2 separate regions of the Columba livia genome follow, and region 2 is linked to region 1. The links are chromatin contacts, called in public Hi-C maps. All regions are on one chromosome and are shown on one strand. The core of a region is the stretch at or near the end of the contact, and the rest is flanking DNA. Distances in the headings are between cores, read along the strand shown.

Evidence for each region. A called contact is a pair of places that touch in the nucleus more often than the background predicts.
Region 2: a contact with region 1 is called in a Hi-C map of liver, with 2.6 times the contacts expected there. The contact joins the enhancer-like site here to the promoter of BHLHE23 in region 1. A contact is called at or near these places in 2 of 2 Hi-C or Micro-C datasets (crop and liver).

What each region holds. Positions count from the first base shown.
Region 1 is chr16:7,851,067-7,854,989 of bColLiv1.pat.W.v2, forward strand. It overlaps BHLHE23 (basic helix-loop-helix family member e23), which reads left to right and starts at 2,032. Exons shown (of 1, transcript XM_021283807.2): 1 at 2,032-3,923. The coding sequence starts at 2,193. The coding sequence ends at 2,867. LOC110355767 (a long non-coding RNA gene) reads right to left here and starts at 2,017. Exons shown (of 2, transcript XR_010466585.1): 1 at 1,810-2,017; 2 at 1-246.
Region 2 is chr16:7,950,228-7,954,150 of bColLiv1.pat.W.v2, forward strand. All of the region lies in intron 8 of DIDO1 (death inducer-obliterator 1), which reads left to right. Among named protein-coding and RNA genes, the nearest start is that of DIDO1, 27 kb to the left of the region's middle. Within about 2 kb of position 2,139, at least 1 of the 3 cell types and tissues checked has an H3K27ac peak away from gene starts, as active enhancers do.

The sequences.
Region 1 (3,923 bases), core at 782-3,281:
ATTGTAACATGTTCAGACACTGTAGGTGAGATAAGAGAAGATCAGTGAAAAGTACAATACTCAAACCTTGTACATCCCCTGATGGCCAGGCTGGGACAGCAGATAGTTTAATGTGTTCCACCACTCCAAAATGCAGAACCACGACCTTCCAGACACACATTTCTGGAGCAGGGAGCAGCCTCATGCCAGGCAGCAGCTCTCCAGCCACGGGTGCATGTGTCACCACAGATCTCGGTGCTCTTGGCTCTGATGTGGAGAAGGAAGAGAGACAAGCTCGTCATTTCACGTTAGCCCGCTGCGTAAAGGGAGCTGATGGGAAGAGGACAAGCTAACTACGCTTTGTAGAGGGCCTGATGAAAACAACACACATTCTGGGAAAAGCCTCATGTCACCTTAACACCCAAACTATTTACTACGGCAAATAACCTACCAGGTACATCTGTATCAACTGATTGCATCTGCCTGTAGGCAACATCCACCTATTTGCATCTGTACATTAGGATACAGGATTCATCCCATCCTTCCTATCAGGCACTCAAGAGGCCTGGACCAGGTACATGCCATGCTTGAAGAAAGTCTGGAATGCCCTTATACTATCTTTATAGCAAAGCTCAGTACTAGGAAGCAGTCTCAGAAGCCTAGGGAGAAAAAAAAAAAAGACTAGGACGTCTTTCTGTTGCAATTAAAGACTAAGCCCTCTCTGTCATCTCAGTGCAGGAATATGGGACAAAGCACCCTGAATATCCTTCCCTCTGCAGTTCTCATCTTTGCCAACGTCTGCCTTGGATTCTCCATGTGATTTTTCCGTTGTTCAGACACTCCAGTGGTCACAGAAAGGATTCCTCCCCCAGTGTTGTTTTCTCACACACTACAGGCCATTGCATGGAGCTGTTTGTTTCCTTCTCAGCTTAGCATTCGATTACTGGTACTCGCAACTGGGAAGGATAGAGAGTCCCTTCAGAGCTGGACTGATTCACCAAGGATCAAATTTCTTTTAGACACACATGGAAGGAAGGAACAAATTGAATCTCTGAAGAAAATGGAAATAGACGGAGCCTTTGCCTTGGAAATCTCTCAGTGCAACAGGTGCCTCCTCTGTCATCCCCACCTAAATCAAAGGCCCTGATCAGCAAGCCATGCCCACAGCTGTCAAGACCTTGCATGCCTTTGCCTCCCATCACAACATGTACCATGAGTGGTTCATGGTCCCATGTCTGTGGTGGGGGGGAGTGTTCCCTTCTCCAGTTTTTCCTGAGAGTGATGCTAGAAAAGTCTCCAGAAAAATATTTTGCTTCCCCAATCACTTCTTTATTTGCTTTGAGGCTGACAAAGACTAAGGTGAGAGGCAGCATGAAGCAGCAGTTCAACCATCACCTTTTCTCATTACTTTTAGAAAGAGAAAAGAGCAAATTCACAGGCCTGGAGCTCAGCACTGTCACCTGCTAAGAGCTGAAACTCCTCTTATGTTTCCAAAGAGTTCATACACTGCAAGCCAGAGGCTGGACTGCAAAGTCACAATGCTTTCCCTGCCCTTCCAGCATCCACGTGCAGCTTCCATTAAGTAAAGACTCTTGTTGCTGCGCTGTTCATTTTCTCCTCCACTGCCTTGTCCCAGCCAGCAAATACAAAATCATAGGATTGTTTTGGTTGAAAGAGACTGTCAAGATCACAGACTCCAACCATTAACCTAACTCTGGCACTAAACCACGTCCCCAAGAACCTCATCACCCCATCTTTTAACCCCCTCTAGGGATATGAGTTCTAGAAGCTCAATAGCGATTCATGTCCACCCCCACTCACTTTCCAGACCTGTTTTGTCCTGCTGCTCCTCGGGCAGTGTCTCCTTTCACCCGCAGGTGCCCACCAAGGGGTGTCTGTCGCCCCGTCAGACCCCGGGACCTCTCCGCCGGGAGCCCGGGGAAGCCGCGGGGCTGCAGTGGCGGGGCCGGGGGCGAGGGAAGCCGGTCACGGAGGGAGGGCAGAGCCGCTCCCCCATATCCCCCACGCCCCGCTGATTGGGCGGCGGGGGAATCCCGCCGGGCCCATCTCCGCCGATATAAGCGGCGGCGGGGCCGGTACCGCGCTCACTGCCCGCCCCCAGCCCGGGCGCAGTGGGGCCGCCTCCTCCTCTTCTTCATCCTCATCATCCTCAACGCTGAGGCGGCGGAGCGCGGCTTCTCCCCGCCAAGGCCATGGCCGAGCTCAAGTCGCTGGGCGGCGAGACGTACCTGGCGCTGGCCCCGGGCTATGGGCCATCGGCTTTCGCCTACGGGACCGTCCGCGGCGGTACCGAGGGTCCGCGGGGGACATACCCGGGAGGCGGCGGGACGGACTTTCACCCCGGGGCGCTGGGCAAGTCGGCGGAGAGCAGCGGCGAGCAGAGCGGCGATGAGGAGGACGGCTTCGAAGCCGGGGTGAAGGGCGGTGCGGGCTTCGAGCGGGAGGGCAAGCTGAAGGGGGGAGCCCTGGGCAAGAAGCCGAAGGAGCAGCGCTCGCTGCGGCTCAGCATCAACGCGCGGGAGCGGCGGAGGATGCACGACCTGAACGATGCCCTGGACGGGCTGCGCTCCGTTATCCCTTACGCCCACAGCCCCTCGGTGAGGAAACTCTCCAAAATCGCCACCCTGCTCCTGGCCAAGAACTACATCCTCATGCAGGCGCAGGCTCTGGAGGAGATGCGGCGGCTGGTGGCTTATCTGAACCAGGGCCAGACGCTGAGCACTCCGCTGCCCGCCACCCTCAACCCCTTCGGACAGTCGGCCGTGTACCCGTTCGGCAGCGCAGCCTTGCCCGGCTGCCCCGAGAAATGCACTGCCTTCACAGGAGCCACCTCCGCCCTCTGCAAACACTGTAATGACAAGCCTTGACTTCTGGCTTCTTTTTGGTTTTTATTCGTTTTTTTTTTTTTTTTTCTTTGCACTTTTCTTTCCACTACCATCAGCCCTGGCTTCCTACCATCAGTTAAGTCTGGGTTTTCTTTTTGTTTGCTTCTCTTAAATACTCCCCTCCCTGCACCCCATTTGGAAATACTTGGCAGTTTGTGTGGACCCCAAAACTATCCACTTTTCAACTTTCAGTTAACCCTCCCCACCCCAACATGTAACTTCATCTATAGAGTTATTTCCTTCCCGGCCGGTTAGTGAACTGTGAGCATAATGTTGTGTTTCTGCTTGCTCTCATCTATGAAGTTTTTGAGCAGTTTTTAAACTAAACTGTAGAAAAAGGGAGGGAGAGAGATCTGGAGATGGAAATCTCAGTGAGTTTTCTTTGGCATGATCAACCTGTGTTAAAAAATAGCTTAAAAGGAGGGGGGGGAAGCAAAATCCAGCTGCAAAACTATGCAATGCTTCAGAATCTTGGGGGGGTGTCCTGTGTAGCCTGCTGGGGTTGGACTGCAGCCGTGAATCCCAATGAAAATGTCATTCAGTCAGCTCATGGGAGGGGGGAAGGTCAAGGCTCTTGATAAAACAATAGGCGCTTCAAAATAAGATGCGCTTTTTTCTTTTCTTAAAAAGAAAAAGGAAAAAAAATAACCTCTTCTTGAACTGAGAGGAACCTGTGATTGTATGCTAATGCTTGCTTTTTGCCTGTTTCTCAGCTTGGTTAAGTTTTCCAGATGATTTTTTCCAAAGTTGTTGCTCATCATGATAAACAAAGCAAAAAAAAGTCACGTAACATATTTATATGTATTTATAATAAATAAAAGACATGAATAACAACTTTCTCTGTCCTACATGTCTCTAAAATGAGCTGGCAGTCAAAGCTAAAGCCCTGCTGAAGTAAAGTAAAGCAGGGATGGCCACAGCCGTCCTCTGTGGAGGAGCAGCACTGTCAAGTTAGCTGAATGATGGGAATACATGGGGGAAAGCTTGTGGACCTTCGCTCCTTATCAGCAGGGATTTGGGTTTTTTCCTCCAGTTTCT
Region 2 (3,923 bases), core at 889-3,388, 99 kb after region 1:
ACCTTCAGCGTGGTATCCAACGATACTTTACACTTCTGCAAAAAACTTTTAACTGTCAAGTATATCCAAGTTCTTCCTGCTGCTTTTCTTCCTTACATGAAATAATTTAAGGATCATTCTTTACTTTTAAGTTTGTGGGGAGGCAGTACTGTTTTAGTTTTTTTCCTATTTATATGTTCATTCTTCACACATTATCCACACACACAAGAACACATCTGAAGTGGCTGGTAGGCAGAGATATTGCCATGCATATTTTTGCAGGTTTTTAATAGCATCCTTGTAACTCTCACAAAGGTAAGTGATGCTGTGATACTGCTTTGTGGCCTGAACAGGTCTTTCTGCTAATGACATTTTTTGATGTAGTTTTTGTAAGGCAGAGGTGGAACTTCAGATGAAATCTTGATGTTTACAAAACACATGGTCCGGTGTCTAATGTTTGTACTCACTTGAAGATTAATGAATTCAGAAATTCCATTCCCACAGCTTCCTTAACCACACTTGAGCCAATTTTACATTTTATTTTGAAAAATAAACCTTAGTTATTAATACACTATATATAAAGTAGCTGATAAGTTTAGAAATTATCTTTAAGATGAGATTTTTTTTAAGATTTAGTTTTTAAACACTAAGGGAACACCAGCTACCTTAAACTGTGGTTCATTATTATAGCACATAGTAGACTTACTAAGTATATTTTATTTGTATTTACCGACATCAAATATTTAAATGGTCATGATTTTTCCGGGCAAATTTTTGTTGCATATTTTGTTACTTGGACCCCTTGCCTTTTTTATAGTGAATGCTTAAGATACATATATTGATAAACTTGCATTTTTTTTAAGTTTCTTTTAAAGAAATTGTAGCTTGTTTGTTTTTTTGTTTTTGTTTTTTTGGTCAGTAACAGTAGGGTTTAAACATAACTAAAATTAGGAGAGAAAGCTATAAAGGAATCTATAAGGGCTTATTTTACATGTCAGATTTCAGTGACACTTTGTCTCATAACCAAATCAGTTAAAATGTCCTTATTGCCATAGGTTTTTTTTCCAGGAGACAGGAATACAGGTTTTCGGGCAGTAAGTTTGAAGTTTTTTTAAGGGGGGTTGCTCTTAAGTTTTACCACACTGGCAGTTATACAGTTTTAATCAATTCCAGTAGAAAACTGGATTCCTGTAGTTAAAATGGTTCAAAAATATGTATATACCAGACTTTAATAACAAATAGAAAACCACCTAGTTCATGTGATGAAGAAACCTCGTATCAAATGCAAGGAAGAACTTCAGATGCTGTTATTAAGGTAAGTTGTACAAATACGCGGAGACTGTGCCATTACTGAATTGCCAGGGAAATTGTGTATTTGTGGAAAAACCTGTCCTGCTTTTTGATTGAGTGGGTCTGATCTGTAATCTTCCTGAGAAGCTGCTATTGCATCATCTTTAAGCGCCTTCTACAAGATTTCATTTCTTTAACAAATCTTTATATACCGTTCAAATCATAGAAGTTACAGCATTGTGGAAGTTCATATGAGGCGTCTCACTTCACTTCAAGTATCTAAAAGTTAGAATTACTTAAGTCTAACTAGTCTGTCAAGACAAACACCGTCAGTGGGCAAAACATATAATCTGGTTTAGACACTAATCTTGGAAAAAAGGTGACTCACTGTTTAGAAATGCTTATTTCTGAGCATTGATTTTGAAAGACATTTGACTAGTTCAGACATCTGGGTGTCTAACGTTTGGACTGAAGGTCTCATAGAGGAGGCCAAGGCCGGCATCTTCTGAATACAGTATTTCAAACCACAGCCTGCGTTCTCCCACAGCCTCAAGCCATGTTCTGCAAAGCCTTTCTTGTGACTTCAGTGCACGCGGCATTTTAGGAATTAAGGAAACTTAATGCGATTAACAGAGTTACTCTCTAATACTCTGTCCAGCGGTCTGTTTATCATATTTTATACATGAATTTACTTTATATGTTTACTCTGTACTCGTCAGATACAAGATTTTCTTGTTATGTATGGCAGTAGTTTTAAGTCGTAGCAAGAAGATCAAGCCACTCTTACAGACGTACTGGGCGATAGGGGCATAGAGTACCTAAACCCTTTGCATCTAAACCCTTTGCATCTAAACCCTTTGCATCTAAACCCTTCCACCAGGACACCTTTTCTCCTCCCAAACTGTTCTGTATTTAAAAAAAAAGAAGGTGGCTATTTGGTGCTAGTAGTATGCAGTTACGTAGAGCAGTGATTTCTTTTTCTCTGCTACCCCACTCATTCGTGTTTCTTTGTTTCCTAATTTTTTTTTCGGTAGCTTTTTTGGGGATAAGTTAGGGCTGTACTTGAAATTATCTTTGTACACCAAAATCTGGAGCCTGGTTAAGACTGTCCAACATCTTGATGTTCCCAGTGAACAGAATCATAGAATCCTGTTTATCCACTTAGTAACTAGAGTGGGAAATACCTTGAACTTGCTTTGATAAGCGAATATTAAGTACAAGTGCTTTTAAAGTTGCAAACAGTGTTTGAGCTACACATGTAAGAAGAGATAAGCTCTGCATCACATTCCCTTTCAGAAATGTTGCTTTTAATTTTGTTAGGAAAATAATATGCGGTGCTCAGTTTTTACATTGAATTTCAAAAGTCATCCTAGCTTCCAAATTGATACAAGTATACGGATTGTTGAGATCTAGGAACGTTCAGAAATTCAAGTTTTGGTAGAAATCCTGAATTTGTCATGTGAGTGTTAATTATCAATATGTAGGTCATATCAAAGGACATATAAAATTCACAACAAAAGCAAAACGGACTCATCATCTATTAAAATCATGTAGGTGTTTGTGAGGAAGCACCACCCAAAACGATTACTGAAACGTTTCAGTGTGGTAGCAGATTAACATACATCTTACAATAACAGGAGCCATTATTTTTAGTTATACTGAAGGAGGACAATCTTTAAACAGCATAAACACGTTTTTCCAGAAGGAGCTACAAAAGCAGTTTGCATCCACTCCTTGTGTGACTCTGCTGAGAACTTCTATACTTAGTTTTACACTAATTAATATCATGTTTTGCATTTGTAACAGTGTTTGCCCACTACATTCACTGCTGCCCTGTGAAAAGGGGGTAAAGGAACCCTTCAAACCTGATGTTTGCTGATGCAGAAGTTTCTCAGCAGTATCAGTGTGTATGTCTGAAGCACCTGAACTCAGGTTTTCCGCTTGATAGAGCAAAACTTGAGACTTTTTTCTGTATTTTTGCTGTTAATTGTCAAATAGAAGTCAGCAGCAAATGTATGAGCAGTTTTAAAATAGCAAGTGAATCCAGAAGGAGGAGAAAATGGTAGATGTTTGCAGTATCCAGATTTTTAAACTACCTAGTTATAAGTATACTATAATAACTACCCATCAGTGCTTCAAATCTTTGAGGTTCAGCTGATTGACCTTCTTAGACTTAAATACAGGATGTCCTGTGTTTGTAGTACCTCCTGTTTTACAGCAGTAAATTATGGAGAGAGCTTAATGCTGCCACCTCCTGGAGGTGGAAGGGCGGGTTTGTAGCACCCTGCCTCGGGCGATATAAATTTCCTTTTATTATCCCCTTCAGTTTTCTTCATTTCTTCTGCAGCTAAATTTTCCTACACCCAAGACCTATTCACAAAGTTAAAAATCACAGGTACAAGGGGCACTTGGGCTGCTTTGTTCCTGTACACGTCTAACAAAATACGGAGACGTAAAGGGAATACAGTGATATTGGGATACATCAGAAAATGTGCCTACCAAAATGCTTAGATTATAGCATACATAATTTATGCTTTTTTTTTTTCTCGTGTAATTTCTGTTTTTCTGTCATAACAGTATGATGACAGGAAAGAAAGAAAATATATCACTGTAAAGACAGCAGGGGAAATGTGTTACACTCGGGACAGCAGTTA